Regions from separate parts of the Sus scrofa genome. Here all the other regions are linked to region 1. A link is a contact called in public Hi-C and HiChIP or PLAC-seq data. All regions are on one chromosome and are shown on one strand. The core of a region is the stretch at or near the end of the contact, and the rest is flanking DNA. Distances in the headings are between cores, read along the strand shown.

Evidence for each region. Hi-C and Micro-C count contacts between places; a contact is called where the count stands out from the background. HiChIP or PLAC-seq counts read pairs in DNA pulled down with a chosen protein or histone mark.
Region 2: a Hi-C map of skeletal muscle shows a contact between it and region 1, with 3 times the contacts expected there. The contact joins the promoter of ING2 here to the promoter of RWDD4 in region 1. A contact is called at or near these places in 1 of 5 promoter capture datasets (liver), 14 of 47 Hi-C or Micro-C datasets (alveolar macrophages, blood, embryonic fibroblasts and 9 more) and 2 of 2 datasets of contacts at active chromatin or transcription factors (alveolar macrophages and skeletal muscle).
Region 3: a contact with region 1 is called in an H3K27ac HiChIP or PLAC-seq map of skeletal muscle. The contact joins the promoter of CDKN2AIP here to the promoter of RWDD4 in region 1. A contact is called at or near these places in 2 of 5 promoter capture datasets (fetal liver and liver), 12 of 47 Hi-C or Micro-C datasets (alveolar macrophages, embryonic fibroblasts, epiblast stem cells and 6 more) and 2 of 2 datasets of contacts at active chromatin or transcription factors (alveolar macrophages and skeletal muscle).
Region 4: a contact with region 1 is called in a Hi-C map of heart right ventricle, with 2.2 times the contacts expected there. The contact joins the promoter of STOX2 here to the promoter of RWDD4 in region 1. A contact is called at or near these places in 4 of 47 Hi-C or Micro-C datasets (embryonic fibroblasts, epiblast stem cells, fetal heart ventricle and 1 more).

The regions. Positions count from the first base shown.
Region 1 is chr15:44,988,200-44,991,583 of Sscrofa11.1, reverse strand. It overlaps RWDD4 (RWD domain-containing protein 4), which reads left to right and starts at 2,044. Exons shown (of 8, transcript XM_013984029.2): 1 at 2,044-2,335. The coding sequence starts at 2,312. It overlaps TRAPPC11 (trafficking protein particle complex subunit 11), which reads right to left and starts at 1,948. Exons shown (of 30, transcript XM_003133337.5): 1 at 1,708-1,948.
Region 2 is chr15:44,915,798-44,919,105 of Sscrofa11.1, reverse strand. It overlaps ING2 (inhibitor of growth protein 2), which reads right to left and starts at 1,511. Exons shown (of 2, transcript XM_003133342.5): 1 at 411-1,511. The coding sequence starts at 582. LOC100621235 (a long non-coding RNA gene) reads left to right here and starts at 1,540. Exons shown (of 5, transcript XR_001301384.2): 1 at 1,540-1,625.
Region 3 is chr15:44,884,353-44,887,708 of Sscrofa11.1, reverse strand. CDKN2AIP (CDKN2A-interacting protein) reads right to left here and starts at 2,106. Exons shown (of 3, transcript XM_021074832.1): 1 at 642-2,106; 2 at 69-168. The coding sequence starts at 913.
Region 4 is chr15:45,082,371-45,085,434 of Sscrofa11.1, reverse strand. STOX2 (storkhead-box protein 2) reads right to left here and starts at 1,632. Exons shown (of 5, transcript XM_021075612.1): 1 at 1,510-1,632; 2 at 934-1,372. The coding sequence starts at 1,111. It overlaps LOC110256910, which reads left to right and starts at 1,110. Exons shown (of 3, transcript XM_021074728.1): 1 at 1,110-1,259; 2 at 1,336-2,069. The coding sequence starts at 1,110. The coding sequence ends at 2,007.

The sequences.
Region 1 (3,384 bases), core at 795-3,294:
CACTGTAAACCAGCTGTATTGGAAAAAATAAAAATCATTAAAAAAAGGGGGGGGTGATGTCCACCAGTATAGCATACAGGACTCAAATACAGTTTCTGTGAAAAGTGAGAAGCACTTCTGCCACCAGCTGATCACCAAAACAGTATTTTTAACTGAAAAGTTAATTTAGGAAAGGCTAATAGGCTTTTCCATATTTAAGTACTGAAGGGAGAATGAGTATTAGATAAAAGGTTTGGAAAGCTTACCAGGACAACAAATGTCCACAGTAGTTAGAAGTTTAAGAATTATTTAAACAGATATTTTGAGGACAGAATTAAGCTTTGAGGGCTAAGGACTGCATGTTCAGAAAAAGAAATATTCTAGTTTGAGGTAATTTGGGAAGTGAAAATAAAAAAGATAGTTAAAACACAATTTGGGTACCAGAGAGTCTAGACAGGGTCCCAAAGGCCCCTTTCCTTTAATAATCTCAGGGGCTCAAGAGAATTAGCTATGGTCTTTGAACGTGGAGTGGAAATAAGGGGAAACAGATATGACTTTTAAGCATTTAAAAATCACAATTTTGCCCAAGAGAAATGTAATATAAACCACATAATTTTAAACTTTCTAGCAGTCATATTAAAGAGAAACAGGAGAAATTAATTTTAATAATATTCTACTTAACCGACATGTCCAAAAACATTATCAATTCAACATTACTATAAAAGTTAATAGCAATATGTTTTACCTCTTTTATGCTAAGCCTTCGAAATCTGGTGTGTACACTCAGAGCACATCTCATTTCAGGCTAGCCTATTCCAAATGCTCAATAGCTACATACTGCTTCTGGCTACTACACCGGATAGTGAAGCTTTAAAATACAGCACCTGTACAAATTTGCCATACGAAAATTTTACCGGAGATTTTTGCCACATTCTACCTTAGAAAGCTTTGTCATTTGAAGTGGCTGCGCCAATTCTTCAGCCAAAAAAATGGGAAGACTATCAGCAAAGGATGAGTGCAAAAACTGTATGGATCTCGATGACAGCCTATGGGAGAAATTTCCAGATCTCCTAGAAGAAACCAGTGAAGCAACCAAGACATGGAAGAAGGTGCGCAAGTAGTAAGTGAACACTCTGGATGGGACATCTTGCAATGCGAAGGAAGTCGCCCGGAAGCTGGCGTGGTCATAAAATAATAAGAAACATTCATAGAAAGAATAACAGATTGCAAAGAAAAGTGACCTAATCAAAGTGGCAGGTTAAAAAAATGCATTAACTATTTTTTAATTAACGGAGGTTCAGAGTGCAGGACACAAGGCCAATAAGGATGGGAATCCAAAGAAGTCCGACTATAAAACGATTAAAAGAGGAACGACAGTTTGGGGCAGGGATGGTAAAACAAAAGCTGATGTTGAGGATGTGAAGCAACAGTCTGACTTAGGAAACGATGCCGTCCCCAGGGTCGCAGAACCCCGCCCAGGTAGTTCCAATGAGCAAAGGCGGAAAGGAAATGCTGCAGCCCTTAAGACAGACGCTTTCTCCTTTCCTTTCCTCCCCCTTAACCCAGGAGGCCCCAGAAACAGGTGCATCTTTTCTTCAAAAACTAAAAAAGAAATGCACTCGTAGACGCTGTAAGAACTCGCAGGCCCCCCAAACCAGCACTGTTAAACTCTAGCTCCCTCCCTCGGCGGTCTCGCCCGGCCCTGCTGATCTCCCGACCCGGACTCACCCAGGCCGCACGCCCGGGCCCGCTGCAGCAGTGGTGGGCCGCCGCCAGCCGGGTGAGGAGTAAGGGGAAAAGGCAAGGATGTCAGAGGACGCCAGAAACCTTGAGACCGCCACCGCCCCAGAGCCAGAGCCAGCACCTCAGACGTCCCAGGGCCCACCTGCGCAGGCACAGGAAGCACTTTCTGAGCCTGAGTGACAGTGCGCTACACCAATCGCCATCCCGGAACTTTACGCTTTTCCGCAAAGCGTAAGAAGACGCTTCATATTTTATAGGAGCAGGAGTTGAGGGCGGGGAGAGAACCAGCCAATAGGAAAAGCCATAAGGAGGAGGCGGGGCCTCTGTCGTTACCGCTCGGAGCCCCTCCTCCCACGCTCCGGCGCCCCAGCTGCCTAGGCTGTCGGGTCCCCTCCCACAGCCCCCAGAAGACTGCTTTGCGTTGCTCAGGGGCCGAGGGCGCGCGTGACTCTCGTACTCAATGTGAAGGGTGTGCCTCCGCAGCCGAGGGCGTAGAAGTGGGGACGCTGCATCCTCGGGGCCGCTGCACTCGCTTTCCCTTCGTTGTCGCGAACTCAGTCCGCCCGGGAGGCACCCCGTGACCGGTGCGATGAGTGCCAACGAAGACCAGGAGGTGAGTCCCGGGCTGGAAGCCCCTTTCCCGCGCAAGCGCGGTTCCCCGGCTGATCCCCGCGCCCCAGCCTGGCACTTGTCCTCGCCCCTGGAGTGAGGGTCTGGCTGGGGTGCCTCAAGTTTACCGGTGTCCTGCGAGGAGAGGCCTGGCTCGCCTCATGGCTAAGGAGTCGCCTCTGTCTTTCCTCCCCCGGCAGTTTTCTGCTTGGCAAACCCTGGTACCCCCAGGTCTCCTGCTAACAAGGACGAGTGTACTTGGTCCGCGATCCCGTACACTTGGCTGGCCTTAAATCCCGCGTGTTGTTTAGCGCGTGTTTTCTGAGTTAGGATCTTTGGAATCTAATGACCTTTAAAATTTAAAATCTGTTGGCTGGTAGAGAAAGTTGAATGAGTTAGGTTTCTGGTGCAGGAAAATGATGACACCAGTGTCTTCTGGCCATATTGTTTGGTGGAATCGTTTAATTTAACCACCTGGTGGTTGTCTAGTGGATACAAAGTCTATTTTGAGCTTACATGTGATACTGGAATTGTGTGGTTTATTTACACTTAGGTATTTTCTTTGAAATGCCCTTTGACATTAAATCATACATTCGAGTTGAAGGGGTCATCTCTAGGGGAACCTTCTAAATTTATAAGGTGTGTAGATGAGAAGGGTCTATAAAGTGATTGCCCCAAGGCACCAGAGTGAGTTTGCGGAAGAATCAGGACTAGAGTCAAAGTAGTTCACTCTGCATTTAGAATATACAACTTGAAAGCTCTTTGACATGATAGATGTCCTGGAATCTCTGGATCAGAAGTTGCCTTTAAAGAAGCCTGACAAGCTGTGGTATCTGAATCCTTCTAGACCATTCTTGCTTGGTGAGTTTCGAAGCTAAGGCGTGGGCAGTTCTTACTGTGAAGCTGGGAGCATATAGTGTAATGTTTCTCCAAGTTTGGCCCATGGACCACTGCCTAGAACCACTTGATGATGGTTGGAAAAACAGACACCTACACTCTACCTGAGATTTGCTGGGTCAAAATTCCTGTATGAGAACCAGGGACCTCCATTTA
Region 2 (3,308 bases), core at 262-2,761, 72 kb after region 1:
GCTCACTCCCCACAGCCCCGCCTGGCCGTACACTCCCCGGCCGGGGCAGGAGGGTCTGCGGCACCGGGCAGGGGAGCGCCGGAACAAATGCTTGCTGCTTAAAATGGCTGATTCCCCTCCACACCAGCTGCAGCCTCCGGGTCTGCAGCGGGGGCTGTCGAGCCGCCCCCACCTCCACCCTTGAGACTCCAAGAGAAGTCCTCGCCGACCGCAGGGGGAAGGGAGGGCCGCGAACCCCGTCTCCAGTCCCGTTCTCCCGTCCCACACACCAGACCCCTCTGTACACTCGGGGAGACTGTCACAGGAGAAATGGAAAGCGGCACTTCCCCAGGCAGGCTCCGAGGGACCGTGCCCGGCGGCCAGCGGATGAGTTGGGGGAGGACCCGCACAGGCAGTCCCGCGGCCCCTACCTTGATATTTGTTGTCCAACTCTCGCAGCACGGACACGTTCCTCTGCATGTCGTGGGGCAGCGACTCCACACACTCGAGGTAGTCCTGCACGTAGCAGGTGAGAAGCCGGCTCCGCTCCCCGGTCAGGAGTGCGGCCGACGAGTAGAGTTGCTGCTGCTGCTGCCCTAACATCCTGCCGCCGCTGCTGCTCCTCGCCGCCGCCGCCGCCGCCGCCTCCGCATCCAGCAGCCACTCATGCAACAGCCACGGCCGCCGCGGCTCCTCTGCTCCGCAGCCCGGCGCCGCGGGGACACCCGCAGCCGCTCAGGAGGGCACAGCCGAGTCCCCCGATCTCCACTCCCCCCAAAAAGAAGCCCTCACTCCCCGCCCCCGCGGTAACAAGCCCAGGGGCGGGGCGAGATCTGGGCTCCCTCCTTTTTCCCCTCCCTCCCCAGGACTAGAGCAGCGGGGATCCCCCCAGCGGAGCTGGCGCCGGGGTCCCGGGCGTTGACACTTCCTGTCCCCCTCAAAATCCCCAGATGCTACCGATGCCGCTTCGCAGCTCGGAACCCCATGACAAGCCTTTCGCTGCCCCTTTCCTCCCAATCACCCTCGGTGCCTGTCGGAGAGTCTCTCACTGGATTGCCCCCGCCCCTCCGGCTGCGGACGCGTCTGCGCCTGCGCAGGCCTCCCTCCTAATAAGGCCGGGGGCCCGCCCCTACCGCCCTACCGAAAGGTTCGCATTCTCCCGCCTTCCCTCCGCCACCCGGGTGATTGGTCTGTAAACTCTCGGCCCGGGGCGGGGGGAGGGTGCGAAGGGCAGCCAAACGGCAGGCTGCGCACCGCCCCCTCTTAAAGGGGAAGCACTGTCAAGTCCACCTCTTTGCTCAAGGTCTGAATGGGACTTGCGGGGGCTGACGGCTGAGTCCTCCCTTTCGTCCTTCCCACAGGGAGGGGGAAGCTTGGACCAGCTCCCCCAGCCCGGTGTTACCGACTTTTCCCCCATCAGGTGGATCAAGCGCGGCCCCTCGCAAGCCTTAAAAGGAGCAGCGGGCGGTGGCTCTCCGCCGCGACCCTGGAGGGAGGCCTTGCGGGTCGACGCGGCGGCTTGCAGCGGGCGCGGCTCCGAGCATGCGCGGCGGCTGTGTGCCCGCCCGCTCGGCACCGCCCTCGGGCTCGGTCCTCCTCCCGCCGCGGCCTGTAGGCTCCCGGAGCATCCGGGGCTGATCGCGGAGGTAGGCGGTGCCCCCACAGCCCCCTGAGGTTTCTTTCTCCCTTAGTCGATCCGTGTTTTGAATCTCCTGGCTTCAACGAGGTCCCACCCTTCCTCAGACGCGGGGCCCCCCCGCGCCGTCCCACGACCGTGCAGGTTTTGTCCACCCTCCCGCTCTTGGGAGATCGAGTTTAGTGTGGGCTGACTGCCCTGAAAACTGTCCAACGGGTAACCTTAAAAAAAGAAAAAGAAAAAAGTTTCCCCCCGGGGGATCAGAACGTTTAAGCATTAAACGTCGGCTAGGGCTTCCTGGCGGCTTGAGGTTCACCACCACCTTAACATCTTTCTCCTCTAAGACAGAAAAACACTGGGGGGCCCGAGGACAAGGGGTGGTGAAGACGCGAGGAAAAACCTAATTAGGAATCAGGTTCACGTCCTCATCTAGGTGATCGGTCGACAGGGTTTAATTTCTGTCTTTTGTAAACTGAAATGCCAGGCAGAGGAGCTAATTTTAATTTCAGATGGACTCAGTTTGTATAATGACGTGTGTTTTTGGAAGAAACGGGTGTAAAGAGAACTAATACAAAGAGAATTTTAATGGCGTGCCAAAGTAAACAAACACTATTGTGAGTAGCACATTTGAGTTAAAAAGAAAACGTGAGTGGGTGATAAATTTGGATTTCTCCTTATATCCATTTGGTTCGCCGCGGTGGTGCACTTGCATGGTGACCTATTTAGAGTACTTTTGAAATAGCTGTTAATAGTATGGTTACCATTGACATGCAAAGAGAAATCTAGACCTTGAGGTACAGGATATTTTAAATTTTAAAGCCGAAACAAAGCATTCTTGGAAATTTGAGTCTTGGGAACAAAGTAATATTACACAGGACTCGAAGATTGTCATGTGCTATTTTCCTGTGACACTTTGAGGTTTTGACCACTTCAACCCAGGCAGTGTAGTATTGTATTTCAGAGAATCATCTAGGTTTCTTATTGTTGTCCTCCTTTAAATCTCTTAGGTTAAGCAGCCAGATCTTGTCAAAAAACAGTCACTGTGAAAAATTGAATTTTATCACTTTTTGCCTGAACCTTACTAGTTTTGTTTACACATAGATTTAAATCGGTTAGGGTTTTTTTGAAGGCCCCAAATAATGCACAATGTCTTATTATTTATTGATTCTGATTAGACATAGAATGCACCTATGATTTTATTCAGCCTAAATAGTGATCTGCAGGCAGATATGACACATGGTTAGAAAGTAGAAGTGAGAAAAGGCAGTGATTCTGAATACCTAGAGCACTCCCTCCAAGAACAGAAGAGCATGAGATGAAGGGAGGATGAATATGCAAATGTAAAACTTTTAGAGCATTATTTTCACCTTTCATAATCCTATTGAACAAGCTGAAAGGAAGCAAAAAAAAAAAAAAAATCCAGATAATGATTTTTGAGCTTGTGTTTTTCTAAACCTAAGGACACTCTTATCTGGTCATATATATGTGGGTGTGAATTATTTCAGACAAGTGCTTTTCTTGCTATATTAATTTACAAAAACGAATCAAAGGCTTATTCCTGCCATACTTTTGAAAGCAGACTGGGTGGAGAGAATTAAAAAAAAAAAAAAATCACCAACCTCCCCAAACTCAACCCTTGACCTTGGTTATTTATCATGTCCTTTTCTTCTCAGTAATTACTTAGCTGGAAACT
Region 3 (3,356 bases), core at 857-3,356, 100 kb after region 1:
AAACTCCTATGTATGTTCACATCTATGATCTGCTAACCATTGCTACTCGATATCCCTCTTTTCTTCACCTTGGCAACCAGTTCGTCTCTTGTGGTATGGATTGGAGCATCTGTCACTTTGATGCCTTCAGCCATACTAAGAATTTTATCCATAACTTTTTGAGGGTACCTGTTAAAAAAAAAAGAGAGAGAGAGAGAGACACTTTAAAAAGTGTTTCTGCTAAGCTGCCACCTCTGGGGTACAAAAACAGGCCACAGGAACTGCCATTTCCTGGTTGTAATCAAGAAACTGCCCCAACCACCAGGAACTTTGTTTCCTGGAACCCCATAAACAAACGCGCCAGGGTCTGGGAGGCGGGGTCAATCCTTACCAACCTAGTTTAAATTTAGCGTCCCTCTCCCCTCAAAGCTTTGTCAGCTCAAGGCCAGCAACTCCACCAGCAGCTCCCCAGTCAACGGGGGCACCTCCAGACGGTTCATCATGTCGGCTTCTGGGAGGGATGCCCTTCTCGCCCTTAGAGGGCAGACGGCACCGCAGCTTCCCGCGCTTCACCGCTTCCCCTCCACGCCTAGGGCTCCGGGCCCCAGGCCGGGGCAGAAGCCAAATCCAAGAGAGCTGCTCAGGGAAGCCTGCTCACTCACCGGCACCCGAGGAAGACGTGGTTGGCCCAAGCCATGGAAAAGGAGATAAGCTGCTGCAGCTGCCGATTTCGGGTCCCGCTCTCCGCATCGGCGGCCTCCTCCGGACGAGCGGAGGCAGCGCCGCCGGCGGGGGCCAGGTCCCCGGCGTTGCGGAGCAGGAACTCCCGGCGGTGGCGCCAGTGTTTGTCGGTCTCGCCGTCGCAACGCAGCGCCTCCACCCAGGCGGCTACCCGCGGGTTCTGGCTCAGGTACTCCGACACCTCCTGCGCCATGTTGGGCCTGAGGGTCGCGGAGGCCAGGAGCGGATGCTGCACCGAGAAGGTGGCGGGGAGCGCGGGCGAGCGGCCCTGTCACTGAGGCCTGCACCGGCGGCTATCCAGAGAACGCCCCTCGGAAGGCCCAAACACCAAACAACAGAGCCGAGAGCAGCTGAACCGCCCACTTCCGCCCGCCGCCGGCTCCTTCCCTTTTATAACCTCGCCGCCGCCGAGCGCCCAAGCGTCCTTCCGGCGTGATCCGGCTCTCCCAGGACGCTTTGCGGCGCGCGAGCAGCCGCGGCGCTGCAGCCCCGGCCGCAGGGGAGGGGAGGGGAGTGGAGGCGGGGCGAGGGGAGGTGGGCGTGCGCCTCCCGCCCCGCTAGGGCGCGCGGCCAGTGGAGTCGCCCGGGACCCCCTCGGTCTGGACTCCAAGACTCCTCGTTTCCGGTCGGCTTTGTGACGCCGCGCCCTCTGGCCGCCTCCCTCCCGCGCCGGGAGGGCCGAGTTATCGCGTGCGGGGCGCGTCCTCCCGGACTTTAGCCGCCGCCCGGACGCGAGGTCTGGGCGTCTCGGCAGTAAGACGCCGATTTTGAGCGGGCCAGAGTAAACAAAACTCGCTCCAAATTTCCATTATGCAGAAAACGGCTTCCAGCTCTGTAGACAAGTGTAGACAAGCGAGGCCTTCCGAGGCAGTCCGGGTCGCGGGGCATTCAGGAATGTGCGGGCGCATATTAACTTAAATTGTACTAATAATAAAGGTAATAAGGTAATATTTAATCCTGTTCGGGGTTGCCTTGTGGAGCCCAGTCTTTGAAAACTAGTCCTGGCCCTACAGACTTGGGTTTGGTTTACGCAGTTCAGCACGGGCAGTACGTCTTCCCCTCTGGTGGGTTTTAGTCAGTAACTTAAACGCTGCGCCAAGGACCTGCAGTCTCTGTCGTGTCTCCTTAGATTAACAAACAGTAGCCCCGCTGGTCGATGGTCAGGAGGCGACTTGGGAAAGTGCGTTTGTCTCTTCGCCTCAAATCTTCCCCTCTTAAAGCTTTCTTTTTTCTTTTTTTTTTTTTTTTGCATTTTTTAAATATTTGAGTGTCCACACTTAAATCATTACTGCCGGCTTGCCTGTTGTTTCCAATATTATTTCCAATAATATTAGGCATTTGGGTATTTTATGGTTAATAAAATTTAATAAAAAGATAAGTGATAACATAATGATAAATTACGAAATAATAAAATTTGCTTTCACTAAATATTTGTTGATTTTGAATTTAAAATAATTAGAATAGGAGTTACCGTCATGGCTCAGTGGTTAACGAATCCGACTGGGAACCATGAGGTTGCGGGTTCCCTCCCTGGTCTCCCTGAGTGGGTTAAGTTTTCGGAGTTGTCATGAACTGGTGTAGGTCGCAGACACGGCTCAGATCTGGCGTGGCTGTGGCTGGCAGCCGTAGCTCTGATTAGACCTCTAGCTTGGGAATTTACATATGCCCTGGGTGCCGCCCTAAAAAGACAAAAACAAAAACCAACCAAACAAACAAAAAACAATAATCAAACAAGCAAAAAGAAAGAAAAAGCCATGTAATTTATATGCATACTGGAATAAGCAAAATTCAGCTAGTAAATGAAATCAATAGTGCCCACTTTTCCTGCCATGCCAAATGAAATGACATAAAAGGCATAGGCACAGAGAACTGTTGAAGCTTGGGATTTTGCTTCTAGTTTTGCTCTTCTTTCCTATTTCCCTAAAGCTTTAGAGGGGTGAAAATATGTGGGAATCTGGCAATTTAAAAGACTAGAGAAATTTCATGGTGTTTTCCTTTCATGTATTCTTTGGCATGGGGGAAAGAGCAAGTAAAAGAATCTGTGCTTACATACCTGGATGATATTTGCACATTTTAAACCAAGAATTTTCTCACTTTTTTCTTTTCGTCTTGTAGCCTTCCACCCAGGGGCTTCATTGCCTTGCAGGGAGAGCAAATAGAGCCTGGATTTCAAAATCCATTGTTAAAGTTATAATAAAAGCAATATGGTCAGAAAGCTGGAGTTATTTCTCGTTTGCAAAAGCCAGGTACTTGACAAAAAGATACATGTTTTGGTTTTTTTGTTTGTTTTTGTTTTTCCTTAAAAGTTTGAATTTGCACATGAAGATTCAAGGCATAGACCATGGACCACAAAGTTAAGAAGAGTACTATATATTGGACTAAAAAATTTTTTTAAGCCCTCTCACCATACAAAGACTTAATGAACTGGAGGGAGTAAGGATTCAGAGAAAAAGAAGGGAACTTTCGAAAATCAATGTGGGGCGGTGTGGCTTCGATTAGGAGTAGGGAAGTGTTGACTCTCTCTGGACCATTAGAAGTAGACAGCCCATTAGTGCCCTGAGCCAGCTTGGGTTGCCTTTAGAGGAGAAATGAGAGAAGTGCAAATCAAAACTACAATCAGGTATCAGCTCACACTG
Region 4 (3,064 bases), core at 383-2,882, 94 kb before region 1:
GAAAGAATGCTTTCTTTCCTGAAATCGGCTCGCAAAACATTACCATTTACCGCATACGCTTTGAGCCACCGAGCCAAAGCACAAAACTAAAAAGTATGGTCTAAAAGAAAGGCACACTGGATTAAGAAAAATACATACAAAGCAATGCAATTAAAAAAAATTAAAAAAAAAAAGCAGGTCGAGACAACACTGGAAGGTCGGCAGCGACTATCTCCTTTCAGGATCTCTTCCCCAACACTGCTTTCTTTTCTGGTTAAGAATCACACTTGCTTCTGTTTGCCTCTTGTCCCTCCCTTCCTTCCAACTCACAAAATGACTTGAAGGAAGATGCAGTGAAGGCAAGACTTTTAAACCTACAGCTCTAGCACGGAAATGCCGGCGGCTTAAAAGTCAACCAACTTCGGAGGAGGGGGAACGCGTGGCCCGAGCTGGCGCGGAGGGGCTGGGTCGCCGGCCCGGAAAAGAACGCGCACCTGGACTGCCCGCCGCCTCCACCCGCGGCCAAGCCCGCCGCTACCTGAAGCCGCCCGAGCGCTCTTTCTCCACTTCTCCCGCGTCCGCACACGCGCCCCCGAACGGAGCCGCGCGCAGCAGATGAGACCCGCAGACCCCGAGCCACCGCTGACCCGCCGAGCCTTCCGCGCCGCCGCCCACCTGGCCGGCCCCAGGCACCGCCCCGCCGGTGCAACAGAGAGGCTGTCGCAGGCCGGCCGGGGGCGGCGTGCTCGCAAAGACACAAGCCAAGGTGTAGTTGCCAGGAAGCTCCCCAATCCCGCGCTCGCCCAGACCCCGGCCCCTCCCCCGGCGCGGCGCGAGGGTGGAGGGAGGCGCGGGCGCCCGGGGGAGCGAGCCTGCGCGCCGGCTCGGGCGGGGCGGGGAGGCTCCCGCGGCAGACGCGACGGGACGGGACGGGGCGGGCGCGGCCGGACTCACCGAGGTAGCGGATGTGGAAGCCCGAGGGCGGCCGCAGCGCCCGGCGTGACCAGCCCTCGCGCAGCGCCTCCAGATGCTCCTCCTTGCCCTGGATCAGGAGGACCTGCTCGTCGATCCAGCCCAGGAAGAAAGTCTCGGCCACTGCGGCCGTGACCTTCTTGTTCCAGAAGTGCTGCATGTTCTCGGCTTTGAAGTCGCGAAGATCTCGTAGCCGATGTGGTGCCGGGCTAGCTGCCGGGGCTGGGCCGGGGCTGCGGGCGGGGGGGCCTCCGACCTCTCCCCCGCCGGCCCCTCGGCCGGGCCCAGGACGATGGCCAGAGAGTGAGGCGCGATCTGCAGAAACTTCTCCATCTTCCGAGGCATCGGGCGCCCGCCGAGCAACCCCGCTCACCGCAGCCGTAGCCTCCCGCCGCTCCGGAAAACAGCCGCGCTAACAGGGCTGCGCGACAAGGGGGGAGCGTAAATGGCTCCCCCCACCCCGTCCTGCCACCCCCCCGACCCCGCGCCCTGTGGCGCAGCCTCGCGGGGAGGGAGGGTGTGCGGGGCCCGCTCAGACCGAGGGCTGGCGCGCGTTACCTGCAGCTATGGGCCACCCTCCGGGCACCGCTCATTTTCCAGCCGTGGCACCCTCGCCTCCCTCGGCGCCCGGCGGCCCCGGCGGGGGGCGGGGACGCGGGAGGAGGCGGGCAGTTCACGCTGATCTCGGGAACCCTCCTGCTGGACTCGGCCGGAGGAATCCCCAAGAGTCCGCAGCGGGAAGTGGCAGAGGGGGTAGGGATGGCCGGAGGTGTGCGTTTAGGTGGCGGGGCCGGGGACGCTGGGCGACACTTGGAAGGCACCGATTCCCGACCTGTGAGTGTCGCTCCTCCCCACGCTCCACCCCGCCCCCACCTCCCACCTCCTGCTGGAACAAGTGGCTTCGCTGACTGGTTAATGTGCCCTTGGAAGTGGCTTTTTAAAAAACTTAGTCAAGCACGAAAAATTGTCATCAGTCCCTCCTCCCAAACTCTTGTGGAACTCTCTTCCTTTGGCTCCATCATGTACTGTGGGCCTGCTGGAGAAGAAACCCAGTAATTCCTAGTGTTACCTACCCAACGACCAGTTTAAGAAGAGGATACGGAAATTTACCAGGAAAGGTAATGGTTATGCTTCTTAATAATAATAATAATAGCAAAAACAAACCCCACTTCATTAAGCTTCTTTCTGTACAAACTCTGGTTTGCTTTTTTCTCATTGAGAAAGACTAATTGTATATCTAGACCCCCAATTAACCCCTAATGCTTCATACTACATTTGCCTGAAGCAGCTTCTCAAACTGAAGATTCAGAGTCACCTGCAGCATTGTCAAAATATGGGTACCTAGATGTGGGTCTCACTTCTTCTGATTCAATAGGTCTGCTATGGACCCTAATATTTTTTCTTTCTAACAAATTCCCAGCTGCTGCTGCTGCTGATGGTCCTGACCACACTTTGAAAATGCTTGAACTAGTATAAACGTTGTCCAGCTTGAGCTTGTGTGGCGGGAGGGATCGCTGTGGTGTTTGCTGTGGTATCCTGAATTCTATTATCATGAAAAAGTTACTAAAACCAAGTCTGAGGACCTGGGTTTTAATCTTACTGAGGATGACCTTGGGCACGTGGCCGAATCCCAGTTTCTCCCATCTGCAAAATGGGATAAGGCCCCACTCAGCCCACACCTCTGGACTGCAGAAAGCATGGTGCAAGGAAATGGTTGTAAAGTCCTCTCAGATAATAAGAGTTGCAGTCAGCATGAGAATGTGTGTCACACTTGACACAGAAGCCAGGGGCTCCTCAGGCCTCAGAAAGCCAAGGACTAGGTTTGAGAGAGCACTGAATCCTAATCACTAGACTACCAGGGAGGGGACTGGGTTTGGCATGAGGAAGGCAGCCATGATGATACATCCTGCCCTCAGAATTTCCCAGGTGCCCACAGGGTGGTGAGACCTGATAGTTTCTTGCCTGGCTGTTAGTGCTTTAGCACCAAGCCTCAATTTGCACCACTGCTGCCACATTCTTCACCCTCCTTGAGAATGCCTGGGTCTTGGAAGAGAGGAAATGGAGATGACTGGAAAAATGGAAGGAAAAGATGTTATATTTGTGACAATTTTTT